Linked DNA regions of Mus musculus: region 1 is linked to region 2. The links are chromatin contacts, called in public HiCAR-type maps. All regions are on one chromosome and are shown on one strand. Each heading gives the region's core, a stretch centred on a gene start, on an enhancer-like site or on the middle of the called end of the contact. The rest is flanking DNA. Distances are from core to core; before and after follow the strand shown. Region 1 holds the start of Nkain1 (Na+/K+ transporting ATPase interacting 1). Region 2 overlaps Snrnp40 (small nuclear ribonucleoprotein 40 (U5)).

What was found. HiCAR-type assays count read pairs that join an accessible place to other places.
Region 1: a contact with region 2 is called in a HiCAR-type map of kidney, with 8 times the contacts expected there. The contact joins the promoter of Nkain1 here to the enhancer-like site in region 2. A contact is called at or near these places in 23 of 39 promoter capture datasets (the 3T3-L1 cell line, 3T3-L1-derived adipocytes, the C10 cell line and 15 more), 2 of 15 datasets of contacts at CTCF or cohesin (the NIH/3T3 cell line and embryonic stem cells), 16 of 484 Hi-C or Micro-C datasets (bone marrow-derived macrophages, cardiomyocytes, cerebellum and 11 more), 36 of 115 datasets of contacts at active chromatin or transcription factors (the 230-238 cell line, CD8 T cells, T-cell acute lymphoblastic leukemia and 24 more) and 3 of 9 other capture datasets (adipose tissue, liver and pancreatic islet).

What each region holds. Positions count from the first base shown.
Region 1 is chr4:130,571,434-130,576,583 of GRCm38.p6, reverse strand. It overlaps Nkain1 (Na+/K+ transporting ATPase interacting 1), which reads left to right and starts at 2,548. Exons shown (of 7, transcript NM_025998.4): 1 at 2,548-2,755. The coding sequence starts at 2,702.
Region 2 is chr4:130,385,999-130,391,159 of GRCm38.p6, reverse strand. It overlaps Snrnp40 (small nuclear ribonucleoprotein 40 (U5)), which reads right to left. Exons shown (of 10, transcript NM_025645.2): 8 at 5,145-5,161; 9 at 2,482-2,585; 10 at 1,127-1,616. The coding sequence ends at 1,567. Among named protein-coding and RNA genes, the nearest start is that of Snrnp40, 28 kb to the right of the region's middle. Within about 2 kb of position 1,464, at least 25 of the 459 cell types and tissues checked have an H3K27ac peak or open chromatin away from gene starts, as enhancers often do. A contact at or near this core is called in cerebral cortex, kidney and myocytes, where this site is marked.

The DNA of each region.
Region 1 (5,150 bases), core at 1,299-3,798, 180 kb before region 2:
GCTCGACCTCCCTGAAACCTGACCACGACCCCGCCTTCCCACTCAGGAAATGTGGCTGTGCTCTGAGTCATGGCTGTCTTTCCTTTGTGAGTCCTGCTTCAGCCTTTCCTAGTCCTCTGTTAGTCATTCCTCGTGATAAGGATTGCAAGCCCCACCCCCACGCGTGTCATCCCCAGTTCTGAACCCCTTGCCAGAAATGACGGCCTCTGCTTGTCCAGTTGTGTTGGCTCCTTCCAAGAACTTCAAGCTTCAGAACAGAAAGGTGCCCACGGGGACCGACCCAGTGCTGGGAAGCAGCATGTGGCTGGCTACTTTTATGTCAACTTGACCCAGGCTAGAGCCATTTGAGAGGAGGGAACCACAAATGAGAAAATGCCTCCATAAGACTGGGCTGTAGGCAGCCTGCTGAATACTTTCTTAATTAGTGATTGATATGGGAAGGTCCAGTCCATTCCAAGTGAGACCATCCCTGGGCTGATAGTCCTGGGTTCTGTAAGAAAGCAGGCTGAGCAAGCCATGGGGAGCAAGCCAGTGAGCAGACTCCTCCATGGCCTCTGCATCATCCTGTTTGAGTTCCTGTCCTGACTTCCTTCAGTGATGGATTATGGATCAGAACCATAAACTAATAAACATTTTCTTCCTCAACTTGCTTTTGGTCATTGTGTTTTATTCTAGAAATAGTAACCCAAATTAAGACACAGGGTGTATAACATGCATGCTACCCCAGTCTGCTCACAGCCAAAGAGTCCTGCTGTGATCCAAGGCCTGGGGAAGCCAAGGTAAATCACCAAACCGAGTCCTCATACTGCTCACAGGAAGCTAAGAAGGTTCTAGAATGAGCTATCATGGAGGTATCGAAGGCTGGAATGAGCCAGAGAGGGGATTTCCCTGGGTGACCAAGGGTCAAGGAGTGAGGCCTCAACTAAAACACTAAAGATGAAACAGCGTCCACTGCACTGCACATAAGGATCTCAGAGCAGAACAACCTTGGGACTCAGAGATGGCTTTTTGTGAAGACACTTGCTACTGAGTTTGAAGACCTGAGTTTGATCACTGGGACCCACATAGAGGAAGCTAACTCCTACTCATGGTCCTCTGAGAGCCACAGGGTGCTCTAGCATGTGTCAACCTAAACACAGACATACAACATAAATAAATAAAGAACAAACCTAAAAGCAGAGAGGGGCCAGAGGGCGTGGAAGCCTGGGATTTAGTAGGGCAGGATTGAAATAAATGACCTTGGACAGAGGGTAGCTCAGACTTGGAGTGAGGTGGCCAGGCCTTGGGTCTGTGGCATTTGGGACATTCAAGAGCCTGGCAGAGCTGGTCAGAGCCTAGCAGAACCCAGTCACTGTAAGGAGAGAGGCATCATGTGTCCAGTGCTTGGGTCGGTGAGGGCTTCTGAGCACACTGTCAGCATGGAAGAGAGAACTGACATGGGCTCACCCGAAGCCTCCAGGGGATCCAGTGGGGACCGGGCTGGCGCTTCCTTTGTGGGAAACAGGACTCTTTGGAGACTTTGATAAAAGCTGGGTCCCAGTCCCCACGTAAAGTTATGCTCTGGGTATAGAGTCTGGGACAGACTCCAGGAAGCCTAGCTAATCATGGAAACTGGCTGGACACAGCTGCCATTCCCTAACAGTGGCTGAGAAGAGTCCCCACTGTTATCCCAGTTGCTTTTTGGTGGTGTGTGCGTGTGTGCATGTGCTTGTGTGTGTGTTTAGTGTGCGATGGTTGATTCTGGGAATACCTGGGGGGCCTTTTGTTTTGTCACTGTTGAGAGTACTAGGATCAAATCCAGGGCTTTTCTATCCACTTGTCTTGCGTGTTTTAAAACGCGTTTATCTGGAATTTGGGAGGCTGAAGCAGGAGGATCTCTGAGAAGCCAAACTGGGGACCGGACTATTCCGGTCCCTGAGCTATGAAGAGTCAAGAGAACGGAAGACCGCTTCAAGCGCACTCTGGCTTTCATAAACCCAAGATATACCAGGTTCTGAAGGAAAGACAGAAAGAAGAAAATGTGGCCGGGAAACCAGGAGGGCTGGCGAGCTGGGCTGAAAACTCAAATGAAAATAAAGGGCAAAGTTGGAACTCCAGGGTAGGGTGGCTCCAACTCCCTCAGCTGGCCAAGCTAAGGGCTACTGTTGGGTTTACAGGACTGCATCCAAGAGACTTTTTTCCTACTTTGCCCCTGAGGCCCCTGGGCGGGGGTGGTCCAGAGAGGTAATGTGATCTGCCCAAGGTGACACGGCTAAGGAACAGCAGTCTGGACGCGACCCAGAGCTGCCAGCGCGCAGGACCCGCACTCTTCCACTTCGCTCCACGCCCCTCCCCTCCCCCGCCCCCTCGCTCTTCCGCCCCTCCCTCGCCTCCCTCCGGGGTGGCGGCCGAGCCACGTGGTGGGCCGGGAAGCGGCGGCTGCCGAGCGCCCGGGCGGCTGCCCCAGCTGGGCAGTGCTGCACCGCGCCGCGCTCGGTGCCTGCGGGGGCCGCTGCGCGCTGGCCGGCGCCGCGGGCGGGAGGTGTGCCGACGGCCGGCCGCAGACAAAGGAGGCGCGGCGGAGCCCGCGCGGACCGGGCGCACCATGCACTTGGGGTGCGGCCGGCCGGCCGCGGCTCTGGAGACCCGGCCCTAGTCGCCGGCCCCACCGCCCCGGGGCGCCATCGAGACGACGCGGCCCCGCGCGGCGCGAGGAGGAGCCATGGGCAAGTGCAGCGGCCGCTGCACGCTGGTCGCCTTCTGCTGCCTGCAGCTGGTGAGCCGCGCGGAGCGGGGTGGGGCGGCGGCGGTGCGTGGGCGCCACCCGGGGTGCGGGGTGGCCGGGCGGAGTCTGCCCCGCGCGGGCCGGCTTGTCCCTTTGTGTGCGCTCCTCGCCTCAGCCCCGCGCTCGCGCGCACGGTCCAACGCTCCCGGGTTGCACGCGTCGGTTCGCAATGGGTGCGTGGGCTCCCGCTGGGGGGCTGCGCCCCAGGACTGTGGCTCCCTTGGGGCTGGGGGTGTGTCCGAGGCTGGTCTGTGTACTCGGAGAGGTCCCTGCCCGAATGTTCCCCTCCAGATCGCTGATTCCGTGGGTACCTCATCCCTCTGGGCTCCGCCCCTGTGAGCGTTTCTCACAAAGTCTCTTTCTGCTCCTGTATTATGTCTCTGGAATGTTTTTAGATCTCTGGCCATTTCTGCTTCTTGTTTGGGTGGTGGGACCTGAGACTCTTTGAGAACCCTCGGCCGTCCTTTGTGCTGCTTTCCTGCCTCCCAGCACCCTCCTGACTGGGTGGCCAGGGATGGAGAACTACCTCCTTGAGGGGGGTGATCAGGAATTGATGTATCACGGGCCAGCCTAACCTGGCAGGCACCGGACTCACTCTGTGGTTCTCTTTAGTCTGACCACCGAGTCCTCCAGCGTCCCATGAGCCATCTGTTCTATCAGCAGCGGGTGAGGTGGGGTCAGGTAAAGAGTTCCCTGGTCCCATTGGATGAGGACACTTGAGTGTCTTGGGAAGAATCAGAGCATCTCGGGGCTCTGTGCTGGCCCCAGTTTGGGGGAAAATGAGGTCTTTAACTGGAGGGCAACAGAGTGAATCCGGAGGCTAAGAGTAGCTGAGGTCCTTGCCTATGTATTGGGAGGGTGATAGAGAAGAGACGGGGGTCTCCTGCCTCCCTTGGAACTGTGTTATGCTTCTACTCAAGACACTGTTGTGTAGGAACTGCTGATAGCATCGGGTCTGTGGAGGAGCCTGGGGCCTCATTCCTATGGGTCCCGTGGTCTGGATCTGCCTTCCGGCCAGCACCTGCTCCTCCCCACAGGTGCGCAGGGTGGTGGGAAGCTTTGAGTGAGATGTGCTGGTGGCCTCTGTCCTCTCACCTTTCCTTGAGTCACCGGCCCTGCGGCGCCTGCTGTTCACAGCATCGTCCTCTTGGGCCATGCTAGAACCTCCTCTCCTCCCACATTGGTGTGTTGGTGTTTTGCCCCTCAGAAGGCCACCTGGTCTGTCAGGCGTCATTCTCAAGGACGGCAGAGGGGCTTAATCACCACCAGGTAGGATGGAAACTCCAAAAGGGCAGAGACAGCTCATTTTGTTCCTGCTAAAACCCCAGCAGCTGGGCAGCCCTTGACACCTCATTAATATTTGTAAACTAAACGAAGAACTGGTTATTTGGCAGATCTGGGCTCACAGTAGAAATATTCTCCGTTTTCTATTTTTAGGACCATAAAAATGCCAAGAAATCTTCAAACTTTTTTTTTTTTAGAGAATTCCTTTTCTTTAATTAAAAAAAAAAAAGGTTTATTTTTAAAAATTTTGTACATCCGTGTCTGTGTGTGTGAGTGCAGGTGCCCACGGCATCCTGAAGAAGCCATCAGGCCCACTGGAGCTGGGGTTACAGGTGGCGTGTGCTTAGACTCTAACTCGGGCCCTCTGTAAGAGCAGAGCGTTCCTAACGGCTGAGCCATCTCCAGCCTCAAGGATGTCTTCCTGGTTTTGTTGGCTTGTTGTGTTTATTGTTCTTGTATGTTTGAGAAATGTTCTAACTCTTCCGTCCAGGCTGGTCTTGAACTTTGAGCCATCCCCCTGCCTCAGTACCCTGAGTGAGGCTGGAGTTTCAAGATGTCTAGCTTAAGTTTTAAACTATATATTTTTGTTTGTTTGTTTTATTTTGTTTCAAGACAGGGTCTCACTATGTAGCCCTGGCTATCCTGAAATTCACTCTATCGACCAGGCGGGCTTCGAACTCACAGAGCTCCATGTACCTCTGCCTCCTGAGTGCTGGGATTAAAGGTGTGCGCCTCTACACCCAGCTCAAACTCCTTTTCTTTTTTTAACTTAAGAGATGAGGGATGTATGTTATGAAGTGAATGAATAAGCCCTCAGAGAGTGGAGAGTATTGAGTTTCCTTCTCTCTGTGCCTGTGAGCAGTTTGTCCCTTGCTCACTCCTGAGTGCTGTTACTAATTCACTGGGTGTCAGCTACTCTTGGGAATGCTTCCCCTGCCCCCCCCCCCCCCAGTTAACTCGTTTAACCTTCATTGTGACCCAGTGATGTAACTTGCTCAAAGGGATCCAGGAACTGAGACAGGCATGGGACGACCATTCAGGCATGGGACCAGCCTCCTCTGTTGCCTTAGCTACAGCCTAAGTAGCTCTGGCCTTGGTACAC
Region 2 (5,161 bases), core at 215-2,714:
TTTTAGACAGTCTTCCTTGCATCCTCTGCCCCATCCAAGCATAACCACAGCATCTCTGATGCTCCCCGTTCTCTCGCAGGCACAATAAATCGCTTCCTCCTGTGTTTCCAGTGTGCTTTAGTCAAACTTCATTCACTGTATTACACGTAATTGCTCTGAGAGCCTTCCCATACCGCTGGCTTCCTCATTAATAAGTTAAATAAATCTCTGGCATGTGCTCACTTTAAAAAAAAAAAAAGCAGTTTATTTCCGACAATGTTCTCTACTGGTCTGTGCACTTCTCATGGTGGCAAGGACAGGATGCTTTCTTTCTCTGTCCTCAGCAGTGACGACTTTGCCTGTCACATAACAGGTGTTTGTTGATTGACTATGCTCTTAACCCCGGGTAGCACCTTCTCTGTAACTTAGGATAAATATGATTTAAGATCATAAGCTCAAAGTCTAAAGCCAAATATGCTCAGATAGGAAGACTTCTGCTTTGAGACAGAAGTTTCTAGTAGCAGACCCATGAGAGCTTTCTCAACATCTGTTAGAGCAGGAAAGTTAGACAAGAAAGCAGGATCATAAAAAGCCCTGGAAAATGCCACGGCTAGAGCCCATCGGACACCGTCCCCGTGCACTGCTCAGGAAGCAGCGTCCTGGCCAAGGGCACTGACTGGGGCTGCCACACTCCTGTCTACTCCAGGACCGGTTTGTTAGAGATGTGTCCAGACACACGAGCAGCAGGTTCTTGTGGACCTTTGGGATGCTCTGCTTCCAGTTACAGAGAAGTATTTGCTCCTGACAATTATAAAACGCCATTTTATTTTTTTCTTTTATTTGGGTTTTTTGAGACAGGGTTTCTCTGTGTAGTCCTGGCTGTCCTGGAACTCACTCTGTAGACCAGTCTGGCCTCAACTCAGAAATCCGCCTGCCTCTGCCTCCCAAGTGCTGGGATTAAAGGTGTGCTCCACCACTGCTCAGCTACAGAACACCATTTTCACAGGAGTGAAGAAACCTACCAACAGAGCTCCACGAAAAGGCGCACCACTGCCGTGCAAATGGACTGTATCTCCCGGATGTGTGCTTGCTGACTTACAGCAGTCACGCCTCAGAGATAAGACAGCAATAAATCCAAGTCACAAGGTTTTTGTAAAAAGGTTATCTGTTTGGATTTTTAATACAAATACAAAATGACTCAAACACCGAAAGAAATATCATACAAGCCAGTTATTCAATTTAAAAATAAAACAGAAAACAAATCCAACTAACAAATTTTAATTGACATTCCCTGTCTCCAGCCTAGATTAAAAAAAAACAGGAAATATCAATCCAATGTTTGTCCTTCTGAAGGAATCTTATTTTTCAAAGAGAAGAAAGCAATCCCTGAAATCTGGCAGGCGGTACCAGAGGCCACAGTTGTTCTGGTGAGTGTGGTACAAGTGGTTGCTGGAATACGGCCATCACCTCCAGCTGCTTGCTAATGATGGTCATCTGAGGCAGGTCAGCCCAGACACCATCGGACTCTGGCCAATTCCGCAGTCTGAGCCTCAGGGCTGGGAGCCGGGAGCCTTCCATTCCCCATCTTCACTGGATCTCACCCATGTACAGCCTCTTGTCACTGGATGCTGAGAGGACTGAGAGAGAAAGATCGAGAGGAGACAATGAAGGCTGGGGGAATCCTCGGGGCTCTAGGGCCCTGTGTCAAGAGACTATGGTGGGGCTGGCGAGATGGCCTTTGGAAGACCTCTGGAAGAGCTGCCAGGGCTTTTAATCACTGAACCGTATCTCCAACCTCCAGGCTCATTCTTTTTTTTTTTTTTTTCTTCAGACGCACCAGAAAAGATCTCATTACAGATGGTTGTGCCACCATGTGGTTGCTGGGAATTGAACTTAAGACCCCTGGGAGAGCAGTCAGTGCTCTTAACCGCTGAGCCATCTCTCCAGCCCCCAGGCTCATTCTTAATAAACTGACTCTCCCTGAGGTCCCCTCCTGTGGTTTAAGTGTTGGGTTCACATCTGAAGAGCCTAGGATTTGGGAGGCTGAGGTAGGAGGATTACTCAAGTGAGGCCAGCATGGACAGATAGTGAGCATCAGCTAAGACTACATAGTGAGACCCCAGCTGCAGAAAAAGACTTTCAGTTTGGCTTAGCAATGGTGGTGCACATCTTTAATCTCAGCACTTGGGAAGCAGAGGCAGGAAGAAAGCCAGGGCTACACCCTGGAAACTGTGTCTGGAAAAATTAAAAAGACTTCTAGTTCTATCTGAGTACTCATGTAAAAAGCAACTGTTAAGTTATTGTAGTACTGGTGTCTCCTTTATGCTGACAATTGCCTTCTTTTTGGTCACCTGTCCCAGCCCCACCCCCACCCCATAAGCCGTCAAAACCCAAGTGTTAACACTGGATCTACATAACTGACTCCGGCCTGCCTCTGTACCCCTAAGGTCTTGGAGAGAGGTCACTTCCCATCTGGAGCAGTTAGGGCAGACGCAGACTTACTGATGGGCTCGTCGGGGTGGAAAGCCACTTCATTGATGGAGCCAGCGTGACCAGGCAGCTTGTACAGGACCCTTCGGCTTGTGGTGTCCCACACGTACACAAACCTGCAAGATGCCACAACAAACACAAAGAGGGTCAGAGCACGTGGGCTGGAAGCAAAATGGAAATGCTTGGTTACTGAACCAGGATGCTCTGAGCTTTAGAAACTAGGACCACACCAACTTCAAACCAAGAAACCTGAGGCTGGGCAGCAGTGATGCACTCCTTTAATCCCAGGATTAGGATCTCTGTGAGTCTGAGGCCAGCCTGGTCTACAGAGTTTGTTCCAGGACAGCCGGGGTACACAGAGAAACCCTGTCTCAAAAAACCAACCAACCAACCAACCAACCAAACCCCAACAAAACTAATACAGCCCATGACTGATTATGCTATTTACAGAATTCTGAAATTACAGAAAGATCATACCTGCAATCCCAACACTGGGAAGAGGGAAGCCAGGAGGACTATGGGTTAGAGGCCAGCCTACGACATACTGTAAGATGTTCTAAACCCCTCTATACTCAGTAAATAAAGAGGGGTTTATTAATTACATCCTATGCTCTCACAAGGTAGGCTCCAGAGTAACTGGGTAGTAGATTTGGATAGTTGGGCATATTGGCACATGCCTATAAACCCAGCACTTGGTAGGAACAGCTGCAGGACAGGGAATTTAAAAGGCACCCTGGGCTACATAGTGAATATGAGGCCACCCTGGGCTACATAAGACCTAATTGGTCGAGCCTGTCTCAAAAAACCAAAAAAGATTATAGCTTTATGAGAAAAATGAGAATATATGCAAAGTGTCTGGCACATAGAATTAATGATTGATATTATGAGTATATGTGCTATACAGCTAGAACCACATGAAGTCACGTGGTTGACCTAAATTCTCTTGGCCTGCCTGGCCGGTGCCTGTTAACAGGGCGGCAGAAGTTAGAGTGCACAAAAGGAAGTGATCTGTAAACAGAAGGGGAAACCCACCAGACCCAGGCACAGCTGGAAAGTGGTTCTCTGATTTGGATACTATCTCTCAAGTTCGCAGAAACCAGCATAAGCCTAGATCTCCAAGGGCTCACTTCAAGGCCTTGCTTGTGCCTCATGGCTGCCAATTACACGCTAAATTGAGAGGGTTTTTTTGTCCTCCCCACACTCGGGCATGTTACCATTTGGTAGAATCCAGGCTACTTATATAACAGAACTGACTGCTGACTTCAGGCTATTAGAGTGGCCTGTGAAATCCAGCCAAGTCCAGCAAGGAGGCAGGCTTTCCTTCTGACCAAGCCATGTGTCCTTTTGTAAGAATTGGTATGGAGGAAGAGAAGCAAGAAGACATTACAAATCAGAAGATGTGAACTGGGCATGCTAGCATATTCCTGCTCTGAGTTCAAGGCCAGCTCGGTGTACACAGTGAGTTTGAAAACAACCAGAAATACATAATGAGACCTTGTCTTGAAACAAACAAAACCAAGAGTTTCTAAGCATGTTCCCAAAGGGAACCCTGAGCTGTGCTGAAAGCTATGAGCTGGGGAAGAGCTCTGCTTACAGGCCTCTACACTGAGCCTCCAGGAGTCATGGACAATCCTCTGTCCTTGGCACTCAGAATCCCTACTGCATCTGATTTCCTCCCAAGGGCACAGCACCACAGACACCAAAGCCAACCTGTATCTGACAGGTGAATTCTGCCCTGTTTCCCGTTCACATAACGCCTTGAGCCACACAGGAAAGTCTAGTAACTTGGCAAAGATGGAAGTTACTGAGCCCACTTCCCTCAGCGATGTTGGCACTTTCCACTGAGCCTGGATCTGGCTCTGAGTCATCTTTAACACTGGCAGCTATGACCAAATGTTGGGTTGATACAAGGGTGGATTTTTTCAAGACAGGGTTTCTCTGTGTAGCCCTGGCTGTCCTGGAACTCACTTTGTAGACCAGGCTGGCCTCGAACTCAGAAATCCGCCTGCCTCTGCCTCCTAAGTGCTGGGATTAAAGGCGTGTGCCACCACGCCTGGCTACAAGGGTGGAATTTGATTGTCACTTCTGACCTAGGAATTCATCCTTGAAATAGCAAGTCGGAATTCAAGCCATCTACTAGCAGTACCCTGGGTTTACAGAGGATGTCAAAAGATCGCCTGACTGTGAGAGGCATTCACAGGGATGTCCTAACATGTCTGTCTAAATGTAAGGAGGTAAAATACTAATAAAAGTTAGAAATATGAAGCAAAGAGCAATGTGTCATGGGAGGAAGGGGGATGGGGGAAGGGAGGAGGGAGCACTGAGAGCACCATGGATAGCTCAGAGAAGTAGCAGAGCGTTTACTGGGAAGACAGTCTAGAGAGCAGAGAGGGAGGCATGAGAGGACAGCCTTTACTGTATGGATGATGCGAAGAAAGCAGAGACACTGGGAAGACCACGAGTCTCCAACAGATATAAACAGAGTCAATTCTCTAGGCCTAAAAACAAACAGAAAACTCTATGTTTGGGTTATAATAACCTTTTATTTTCACATGGTTTCATCTCTGAGAGGCCCTCAGTCACGTGGGCAGCTGTACCCATTGTCTTCACACCCAGGCTTTAGATGTGCGGCCCACACAGCCACCTTGATCCCACCTTACACCCGAGATCCTTACCTGTCTGCTGAGCCAGC